Linked DNA regions of Zea mays: region 1 is linked to region 2. Evidence: chromatin contacts called from public Hi-C data. All regions are on one chromosome and are shown on one strand. Each heading gives the region's core, a stretch centred on a gene start, on an enhancer-like site or on the middle of the called end of the contact. The rest is flanking DNA. Distances are from core to core; before and after follow the strand shown. Region 1 holds the start of LOC103635650. Region 2 holds the start of LOC100216926 (zinc ion binding).

Region 1 (5,058 bases), core at 1,598-4,097, 440 kb after region 2:
CACCCTGCACGCAGAGATGTTCATATAAAGTGGAAGTACAACAGAACTTTCTTGTGGGGGTCTACCAAGTTTAAATACAACAAATTCTTTACATTAACGTGAAAATGCTCTGAAGGCAAGCCAGCAAAACCTGTGGACAATTAAAAAACATTTTAAAAAAATGCACAACGGGAAATGCTTTTATAATGTAAATACGGTACCACAGAAATCACCTGGTCAGCCGAGATACTCTTGCTGTACATTGAAGATTATCAGTCTCTAAGACCAAGCTCAACCTCAATGTCATCATCCTCTTCAAATAGCTTTAGTAGACGTGCATGTTGTTCCTCCCTTTTCTTCTTCTGCCAATACTTGAAAATGAAAAATGACAACAGAACGACGGCCCCCACTCCTAGGAGGACGAACAAAACTGTCTTGCCAGTATGGCCCTTGGGCTGAGCTTCAGCCTTCTTATCGTCATTGAATGTTTGAGGATCACCAGCTAGCACTGCAAAAATTGTAGGCAGTTAGTTGTCTTAAATCGAAAGTCTGTATAATACATGCCTATAATTTTGTTAGTCCGCACTTGGACAGATTTTAATAGAATGAAATGAAGCAACATAATGAAAATAAAAAAAGGATGTCATATCACATCACAGTTATATAAGTTACTATCTTCAAGAATCAAAATTGGTATAGCATATCAGAAGCATAACCATTTGTCAGTACTCAGTAGTTAAAAGACAATGTATCATTATCAAAGATTTAATGAAGAGCTATTGCTTCCTGATCGATGGGTCTAGCATTGCAGTTTCCATCTGCACCAACCACTTTTCACTACCCAGTCATGTGCAGAACTTGCAGAGTGCTGGCAGCAAAACCAAATTTAGATGGTACCCAGAGGCCATACATAAAACACTAGCCGGCTAAGTAGAAATCCTAGTATCACCAGGATGGTCATGGCCAGCTTGAATAAATTCTCAGAAAGTTGACAGATCGAAACACATTTATCATGTGTTTGAAAGGAATACTGTGAATACTTTGTTACTTCAAATAACACATTGATTGCTTATAAAGTGTCATGCAAAACAGCAAGAGCTTTCACACTCACACCACATTCATTCAATTGTAAATTGTTTATTGCCTTTTGTAATATAATAAATAACCACAACCCTGGCCAGTTAACCCCAGTTAATTTTATCTTAACCTTCTGAAGTTTAATCTAACCAAAGAAAAAACCTTGGTATTTCAATTGTCTGAAGGAAGTCAGGAATAAAAATCAGGGGCAGTAGATAGGAGTGTAAAACTCCCTGAGATCCCCATCAAGTTTTTTTCCCATAATGGGCAAACCCAAATTCCATCACTTTGAAGTTAGAAGAACCGAAATTATAGCAAGAGTTGTGTGGTCTTTGTTCCTTTTTCCAGACTCAAGGTTCTAGGAAGTAATAATATAGGAGGTCTGTGTTATTAACACGCCAATCCAAAATTTAGAATATTTAAGGTGCATCAGTTGCGTTTTCAATCTTTTTTCTGGGCCAAAATGATTTTCATTGTGTTAAGGGAGGCCTCTACATTTAACTTTCATAACTTTATCTGAAAGAAGGACCAACGATGCGGCTCTACAACCTCTAGATTAGAATATCTGTAAGCTGAGTAGTTGACATAAGTGAAATCTAGCATGGGTGAAATATGACAATGGCATATGCTTAAAGGAAGTCAAAACGAGACAATACATAGCCAGTGTGATATAGCTCCTAAGACAAAAGAATGACCAGCCTCACTGCACCTAGTAGTACAAATGGTGATTGGGTGATCCTGCAATCCTATAAGGCAAGGCATGGACTTAGCCTTTTAACAGGTAAATGATACATCTTCTACTACTACTAGACTATCCCGCCACACAACTGTCTGAACTACAAGAAATAACTCAGTAACGTCGAGAAGCGCCTCAATTTTATTCAGGGTCAGAAACATGCTGCAGCAGAAAGACAAAGTTGGATCTAAGGAGTGACGTTTTAGTGCAAAGTATTATCCTTTCTACATTTTGAATCCCAAAAGAATTTCATTTTCCCAATGGTTCGATCCAACCGACTATTGTAAGGATATTAGCGGGTACGAATGCTGAAATCAGTGCTCACGCCACGAACAAGGCTCCAATTTCCCAAACTTCAGCATATAACCTGCTCGTCATATATATAACTTAACAAAGTCCCACCGGAGACGGCAAACTCATCCCTCCTAAGTCCTAACCACCCACACCCAATGATTGTCAACGAGAGTGCCGTCCACAATTCAATTAGACTCACAAAACACAGCAGGGAATCGGAATATATTCAAGAAAAATAATCGTGGTAACGATTCCCTAATCCCCGCCCCGCTTTCGACCTTCAACTACATCTCGCTGTGACCCTCTCCCGCAACAGCCCCGAATCCAACGACCAAAGCATATCGAGAGCGCGAACCTGCGGTGAACTGGGCACAGATCCCGGACGCAGCGAGGAGAAACAGGGCGACCGAGGCCCGTCTGGATCCGCCCCTCATCTCCGACCTGAGCGCGCCGCCCCGCGCCGCCTTCTCCCTCGGCTCGAAGCGGTGGGGTGGTGGCCTGGTGGGTCAGTGGTGCTTGCCTGCTTGGGCGCGGCGCGGTGGTGCTGGCGCTTGGCGGCCTGGCGCTGGTGGTGCGGTGGTTGCCGACTTGCCGTGCCTGTTTGGCCTTGGCTTTTGTAGTAGTAGTAGCCCGTGGCGACGGGTCGGACGCGGCTGGTTCGCATCGAAGGCTCCGCATGGCATTGCTGCCGGTGAATGGTCCTTTTCGGCGGCGTTGTGTCGCTGCTGGTGGGCCACGGTGGGATCCGGAGCGACCGATGACGCGTCTGAAGTTTCGTTGCGCGAAACAACCTAATCCACTTTAGCGCAAGTTGTCGTCAAAAGAGCAGTGCAAGCAGAAAGAATGTTTGAGTATTAGCTAAGCTATGTGAGTCTGTAAAACGATTCTGGTAAAAATCCATGCAAATTGTTGGGGAAAAACACTAACGCATTAGCTAAACTATGACAGTAACAGCCGCTTCAGCTAGGACCTCTACGTATTTTCATCCCCGTGAGGCCGTGACCAGTATTTTCATCTGGTAAAACATTATCTTTAGCTTTACCCCTCTCTACCGAATTGTAAGATGTTTTAGTTTTTGTAAATACATGTCATCTGTTGTACACTTAGAGCCTGTTTGGTTTGACGTTTTTATCCGTGATCTATTTACAGTGATATCTATTCCTTTTCTTTTCTACTAGATGAGTGCTCCGTGCGTTACAACGGAAACATATAATACCATAATAACTTTTATATATAATGTGTCTTATATTGTTATAAGAAAATATTTCATAATTCATTTGTGATCCTAGCCATACATAAATTTTGTTATTTTAATTTAACTGTTCCACTACTACATTGCAACCATCAGTATCATACAGACTTCGATATATATCATGATTTGCATGGTCTCATCATTGGAGAGCACGTGCCACACCTACCGGTAGAAGTTCCCTCATACATCGTCAGTCATCAGGCATGCACCACCATACATGTTTGTTTAAACAAAAAGGCAAGTGTGTGCGTTTGCGAAGAGAATTAAAGGCAGACCAGCACAAAAGCTACCTCGGCGATGGCAAGTGGTCATTGTTGTCGGTCCTCCTCTGCGTCACCTCTGTCGCTAAGATGACGCCACAGTCTTTGATATAGTAGTCGTCAAACGCGCGCGACATGGCAAGTACCGATGACTTTTGGCTGGGCTGCTAAACGAAGTGCACCCCGGGCTCATCAGCGAGGTAGTACACCTAGCCGTTGCACCTCCGGATGTGCTACTCGTCTACATACATCTTGTTCGAGGACACTCACACAACATCAACAACAGCCGTCGTCCCAGCGCACAAGAATTCATGGCCGGTCAGTAGCAACTTACGTGGCCGGTTGAGCTTCAGGTGGATGATGAGCTAGATGGCGTGACGGCGCCGTCGTCGGATGCGGTGCCCAGAACAACCCGAGAGTCGCCGGCGTTGGCGACGACTATGAGATCCCCCGTTTGAATATGGACAGTAGTGTAGCCGCTCTGGACTGCGTCCAAGCGACGGCTGCACCGAAGCTTGCCGAACATAGCGAGCGGCCAAGTAGGACTGCTTCCAGAGGTCGAACTGGCAGTCGCCAAGCTTCTTCTCATCGTCGATGAGCGACGCCAACGCGAGCGCCTCCTGCCAGTGGTGTTTGTTCGGGGTTTCTAAGTAAGAAACATGAATTCATCTTTGGCGTTGGTTTATAAAAATTACTCACAAGTCAGATTCATGGAAAAAATATTACGGAGAATAAATGTCACACATATAAAAAAAGAATTTAAGTTGAAAACTTATTCAAACAAAAGAAGTTGCATGCAAGGCTCTTCTTTAAATACTACTCTCTCCATCCAAAAATATAATTCGGGAATCTCGTTGATAATTATCTACTACTACACATTGTGCAAGGGTAGTAGGTGGACTTTGGGAGAGATGTAGTAGATATTTTTACTGTAACAAATATTAACATAAACATACATGTGGTGTAGTGGTAGCTATGAGCATATTTACTTGAGAGGTTGCGGGTTCGAATCCCATTAAAGCCACATTTGTGTTTTTTTAATTTAATTTTAGCTAGACGTGGGATGCACGTGAGAATGGGAATGAGCTTTACGGGGGGGGAGAAATGGAAATGGGAATGAGTTTTGCGGGGAGGAGGGAATGGGAATGAGCTTTGAGGGAATGGGAATGACAGAACAAGGAATGACAGCCTACCCCTTACTGCCTTAATAGGTAGTAGAGATTTGGTTGGGCCAGCGATTCACACCGTGAACGGATATGGAGTCATATCTTTTTCGTTACCACTCCTCAGCTAGTGTTAATACATAACGTTAACTAACCAAACATATCTTGCTTTCTGTTGCACTGTAACCAATAGCAGTGGGGTCCGTTCACGTTACGTTAACCACTCCCTGCAATGAACCAAACACTGCCTTAGATATACACCACGACTAGATAGATAAAAAACAATATGTGTAGAAA
Region 2 (5,631 bases), core at 2,596-5,095:
ATGCAAGCAATGAAGCATTGAAGCAAAGAATGGCGTTAGCTCACAATTGGAGTGCTAAAAGTTAAGCATTACCTGTTACTAGTCCAAGCTGATACAACTTTCTATGTTGGTGCACCTTTTTATGCATGTAGAAACTATAATCGTTGAGATCAATCTTTATTCTCACAAAACAGCCAATAACTTTGCTGCCAAATGTATCCGGCTCCCTTAGTAGATCCACAACCAAAGATTTCTTCAAGTAGATTAAATCAATGTTATGGCGAACAAGAGCAGCAAAACATCTCTTGTTTATTTCTGGAGTACACTTTGGAGTACTGGAACTGTAGTTCCCAATACGAGCTTTCTTTCTCACAAATGTTTCATTGTTATCATCAGAGTTAGCAAAAGTTTCATCCTCTGATGTCATATTCACAGCAATATGCTTACCTAACAAGCTATATATCCTGTTGTACCTCACTTTTGATCTCCTAAACAAAATCTTGAGCTTGTCATCACATATGACAAGTTTTTTCTTATCTCTTGCTAAGAGACCTTTTTGTTGAATGTACACCTTCACAACTTCAGTAGCACCATGTTGATCTAGGGAATTCAATGTATCTTTGCCTATAGAGGAAAGGAACTCCATGAGCTCTTTTGAACCCCAGCCCACATAGCCATTCTTCATTGGCCTATCTTCCCTCAGGAAGAATTTCATTGTATTCGATGTTCCATTAAATTTGGTTGTGGAAGATGGCTTGTTGTCATCGTCGTCATCACTATTGCCCACAAAATCATCATCTGAACTGTGTTCTTCATCATGAACCTTTTCTAAATCTAGATCTTGTTTGCAGTTTAGTTTTTCTTTCAGAAAAGCATATGCTTTTTCAAGCTTATCCAGAGTCATGCTCTCCTTGCCTTTAACTATCTCCTCCCAATACTCCTTGAATAAAAATTCATAAGTTGCCCTGTCATTGAAATCAACCCTCTCCTATAAAACACAGTACAAAAGGGGAGTGAGAAAACATAGATTCAACTGAAGTCAATGGAAGAGACTCAGGCTGACTTGACTCAAATAGATTGTTCACAAAGTTTAAGTCTTAATCTACCCTAGGTTAATTATACAAAGAAATTTGTTCTACAATATAACTATCTATCATGCAAGCAACTACACTGTAAGAGACACGCATGTTACACAACACTGGTAGAGACCAGCTGCAACATTAAGCGAATAATTACTCGATCTGCGGGGGTTAAGACAACCCTTGGTATTGAATTAAGAAGAAGACCTTCTCACACAGCTCCAGAAAACCTCTGAACCCCTATCCCACCCATACACAGCGGCTCCATAGACCATGAGAACGACCACGACCAAGGCCAGGCCTTAGACCTATGCTTTGTCGTGTGACAAAGGAGGGGATTTTTTTAACCCCAACCTGAAATTAGCTCCAACGGGGAGTCAGACTCATGAACTAAGGAGTGCTACTAAGACCACCTAACCAACTCAGATAGAGGCCCTTTTGCAAACTAATAATTACTAGTGGCTCAAAAGGAATAAGTGATCTTGATTCTCAAGACGATATGAACAAACAAAATACCACAACCAACAATTATTAGTAGTGCATAAGCTTATAAGATATGTTAAAGCATAACGATAGATTAACTAGAGAGGTGAAGTATCAGTAAATGTTTAGGGAAACATTAAATTACATTAGGTTAATTTCCACCCAAAAAAACTACAAAACAGCAATACAGAACCAAATAACACAGACGACTATATTGAAGAAATATGCTGTTAAACAGCAATTGTAGGGCATTTCCAAAGCTGAAACCCAGTATACACTATTATCAGCTAGTTACAGATGACGAAAGGGAGAAGACAAACAATAGTAAAACAGGAGCAATTGATGGCATGAGAGACAGTAGAGAAAACTAATAATTTTGCACGCAGATCCTGCAGGTAGTTACCCCATCGGAGTCAACATCAACATTCTTCTCAATCATGATTGCCATCCTTAAACAGTTGGTGCAGAATCCCTTTGTCTTCCTCAAGACTGGGACGAATTCTGCTTGTTTCACGCAATTTTGACAAAAGGCTTGCCACGGACAGCAAAAGCAATAATAACGTGAACGCCCTTTACAAATAAAGCAAGTATGCCATTCTGCAAAGTATAGTTTAGTCAAAATCACGATAATTAATAATATACTGCGGAATATAACAAAATATGAAAATTTAATCCACAAAACTCAACCAAATTCAAGTTACAAACTTACAACTGAGGTAGCTTTCCCAGTTATAAGCATTAGGTATTTAGGTTTGATCATGTGCCCAATTAAGAAATTAACTCATTTATGCATTTACCCAATTAGCTGACCACCTGGAAAATTGAAAGATTTCTATTTTCCAAAACTCTGATTTCCCAATATTGAGCTGCATATTGCAGTCCCTTATATAGGAATATAGGATACCCAGAGTAAGAAGTAGAAGAAAAAATAAGAAAGACCGAACAATGTTTAAGCCTATGGAACTTTATCAAAAAGGAAGGTAATGACACTATGAGATATGCCAACTTTCAGTAAGCCATTATGTTCCCTGGCGCAGAAGCATGCATTTTCACAACTACAATGGACACTCATAGGAAGTTTAAACAAAGAATAATGAAATGCTTACCACAGATGAATTCTTCATCTGAATTGAGGAAGCCGCTATCTTTCCCCACGCAAGCAGGATGGTAAGCTTTCTGGCAGCCCCTGAGAAAAAAAGTTTTGAAAATCTCAGGAACACGAATATGTACTACAGCAAATCAGCAATGAAACAAAGTGATTTGACTCCATAGAGATGAACAATTGATAATGCCTTGACACCAAAGGGATAAGGCAATATCTATTGTCTACTGCAATGTTAAACCAGCAACCTTTTGCTAATGACAACCCCACCGCTTGCTATTTATAAGGGAAAACAGGGTAACAGAAATGGTGACTGGATATTTGAATGATGAGCAAATGACAACACACGCCCATGAAAAAGCAAATGCTGGCACTGACAAAATTTTCAGTTTCAACCTAGAGCTGCAGCTCTAACAATGAATACAAGGAATCAAGGATCAACGGCAATAGAGGCATCCGGTCTTATAGTGGTACCAACAGGAGCGTCGCTGGTCAAAGTTTGCAGAGCACAAAAAAAAACTACCTGTTTGGAAAGCGGGATTTTTTTCCTGTTGCTTTCCCCATGTGAAATTGAACCGCTTCCAGTTCCAGTAAAATTGCTGCATTCCACACGGTCCCTAAACCTGCTCTAGCAATGCCACAGCGCTCACCATCACACAGAAATCCTCCCGACTTGTAGATTACCAAAACCCAAAGCATGCTGCTCATGCGGGATCATGAGATGAGACGAGGGAAGTACTGGGGCCCGTCGGAGGGGTAGGGGGGCGAACCTGAAATCGCAGACGCGGAGGTCACCGCCGTCCTTGCAGACGAAGCAATAGTCCTCCCCCTCCAGCGCCGCCACCTCCTCCTCCTCCCCCACCAGCGGTTCCATTTCCTCTTCCTCCTGTTCCTCCTCCTCGGCCCGCCGCGGGCGCTTGCTCCCGTGTCCACCCCCGCCGGCGCCAGACGCACGGCTGCGCCTCCTCGCCCCTTTCCCCATAACCGCCGACCCAATCAACCCCCGCCGGCCGGTGACCCCGGACCCGGCGAGGCAATCAACGGGAGAGGAATCGAGGGGAACCGAATCCGACGCAAAGATGCCGCAGTAAATGCAATGCGAGAAAAGGACTAGAGGAGCCGAGAGCCGGGTTGGGGATTATTCGTGCAGACTGCAGAGGGGTTTATAAACTCCGTGTGCCGAACTAGCGATGCGGGCGAGGGACCGCCGACGGGGCGTGTAGGTGGATTCCGAAGAGGGGCTTCGTTCCAGGCGGCGGTGTGCAGCACTGCAGCCTGCAGTGGACCTGTGTGTGAGTGTGAATCGTGGCAGGTGTCAGACTGTCAGTAGAGCGTCGACAGCACTGACTGCACTGTCGCCTCAAAAGAGAGTTCAAGCTTGACCCCACCATAGCTGGGGAAATTTTGATTTTTCAAGAAAAAAATAAGAGTATTTATTTATTTATTTTATATCGAATACTAAATAATTTTATAAAAAATATGAATATTTAGAATAGCTATGAAAAGAATAATCCAATCTATAATAACATAATAAAAAGGGCTTTTATTATTTTACCACTTATCCAAAGAAGCATATATAAGGGATATACTAATGGATTGTTGGGTAGATCTCCACAACAACAACAAAAAATCTGAATCTAAGATTCATTATGGATCAACTGCACCATAGTTCTAAGATCTATTAAGAATATATACCAGGGTACCTAAAGACACTTCAACTCACAAGACCCTAATAGGTGGGTTGGAGCACTTTCGTATGTTATCTAGGGACTCAACCCACATGTAAGCATGTTCGCTTGCTTTAATTCGTACTGGTTTCTACTGCTTCTGCAGTACTTTTGTCTCTATGGATTGTAGTTGCAGTAGTCCAAACAGTCGGCTTTAATCCGAAGCGAATAGCCCTATTAGACTGGATCGGAAAAATGAAGTTGGAAGATAGATCAATAAATAAGGTCAATATCCATATAATATGGTAGAGCTTGGTTCATAAGTGAAACCCGCATGTAAAGTGGAGCTAAGAGACATGGTGTCGTGGTTTCGGGAACCGGGGGACAATAAGATTTGTGTTCGGCATGGGGTGCTAGCACAGACTCACTTCGAAAGGTGAATCACTTGGACTCAATGAAAAATTTGAGACACAGCGTTATACTGGTTCGGGCTCGCACCCTATTCCAGTTTAGTGTTGATCGTAGTATTGCTTGAAGCATGTTACAACAAGTGTGCTTGTGTATGAAGAAGGAGGGGTCCTGCCCTTTTAGATCTCAAGGGTAGGACCTTACAGGGGAGACTTGTTTCCTACTAGAGAGAAAGATCGGCTCTTCCGGTTGTCGTGGTGGGTCCTCCGTAGGGTCGAGGGCAGTCGTACTCCCAGTATGGCATCGTCGGTCGTCCATTACTCTGGCTCCTATAGTGAGTCCATCGCTGACGCCTTTGTAGCGGTACGCGGCGGGTCCTACGGATCAGGCTCATGGTACGGTCGTGCGTAGCACAGTTTCGCCTGTCGTCATAGGCATGCGTCACCTATTGGCGTATACATGCACCCGATATGGTATATATGCCGTGTCCTTTTCGATATGCGGGTCACTGTAGAGACTCCAACGCTGAGGCCCGGACATGGTTTGGTGATGACGTGTGTTATCACGCTGACGTGGGTCTAGAGCATTGGGTCGACCCTTCCCTTATGCCGATTAGATTGACACAAGACCTAGTCGTTTGCCCTGCCTCATGGGGTTGCTTGGTATAAAGTTGGTCGTTCGCTCCGCCTCGTGAGTTACTCAGACGAGACTCGGTTGTTCGCTCCGTATCGCAGGGTTGCTGAAAGGGAAATATGCCCAATAGCATGGTATGAATGCCTTAGACATTTTCTTATTTCTAATGCTTTCAATGTCTGGAAAGTTGATCCTACTCTTTTCACTAAGACTTGTAGTGGTGATTTGTTTATATGCCAAATATATGTCATTGACATAATATTTGGTTCTACTGATCAAA

What was found. Hi-C and Micro-C count contacts between places; a contact is called where the count stands out from the background.
Region 1: a contact with region 2 is called in a Hi-C map of ear, with 1.9 times the contacts expected there. The contact joins the promoter of LOC103635650 here to the promoter of LOC100216926 in region 2. A contact is called at or near these places in 2 of 25 Hi-C or Micro-C datasets (ear and leaf).

What each region holds. Positions count from the first base shown.
Region 1 is chr8:105,732,181-105,737,238 of Zm-B73-REFERENCE-NAM-5.0, forward strand. LOC103635650 reads right to left here and starts at 2,848. Exons shown (of 3, transcript XM_008658056.3): 1 at 2,442-2,848; 2 at 213-487; 3 at 1-130. The coding sequence starts at 2,520. The coding sequence ends at 252.
Region 2 is chr8:105,289,714-105,295,344 of Zm-B73-REFERENCE-NAM-5.0, forward strand. LOC100216926 (zinc ion binding) reads right to left here and starts at 3,846. Exons shown (of 17, transcript NM_001354474.1): 1 at 3,414-3,846; 2 at 2,648-2,727; 3 at 1,945-2,138; 4 at 73-967. The coding sequence starts at 3,625.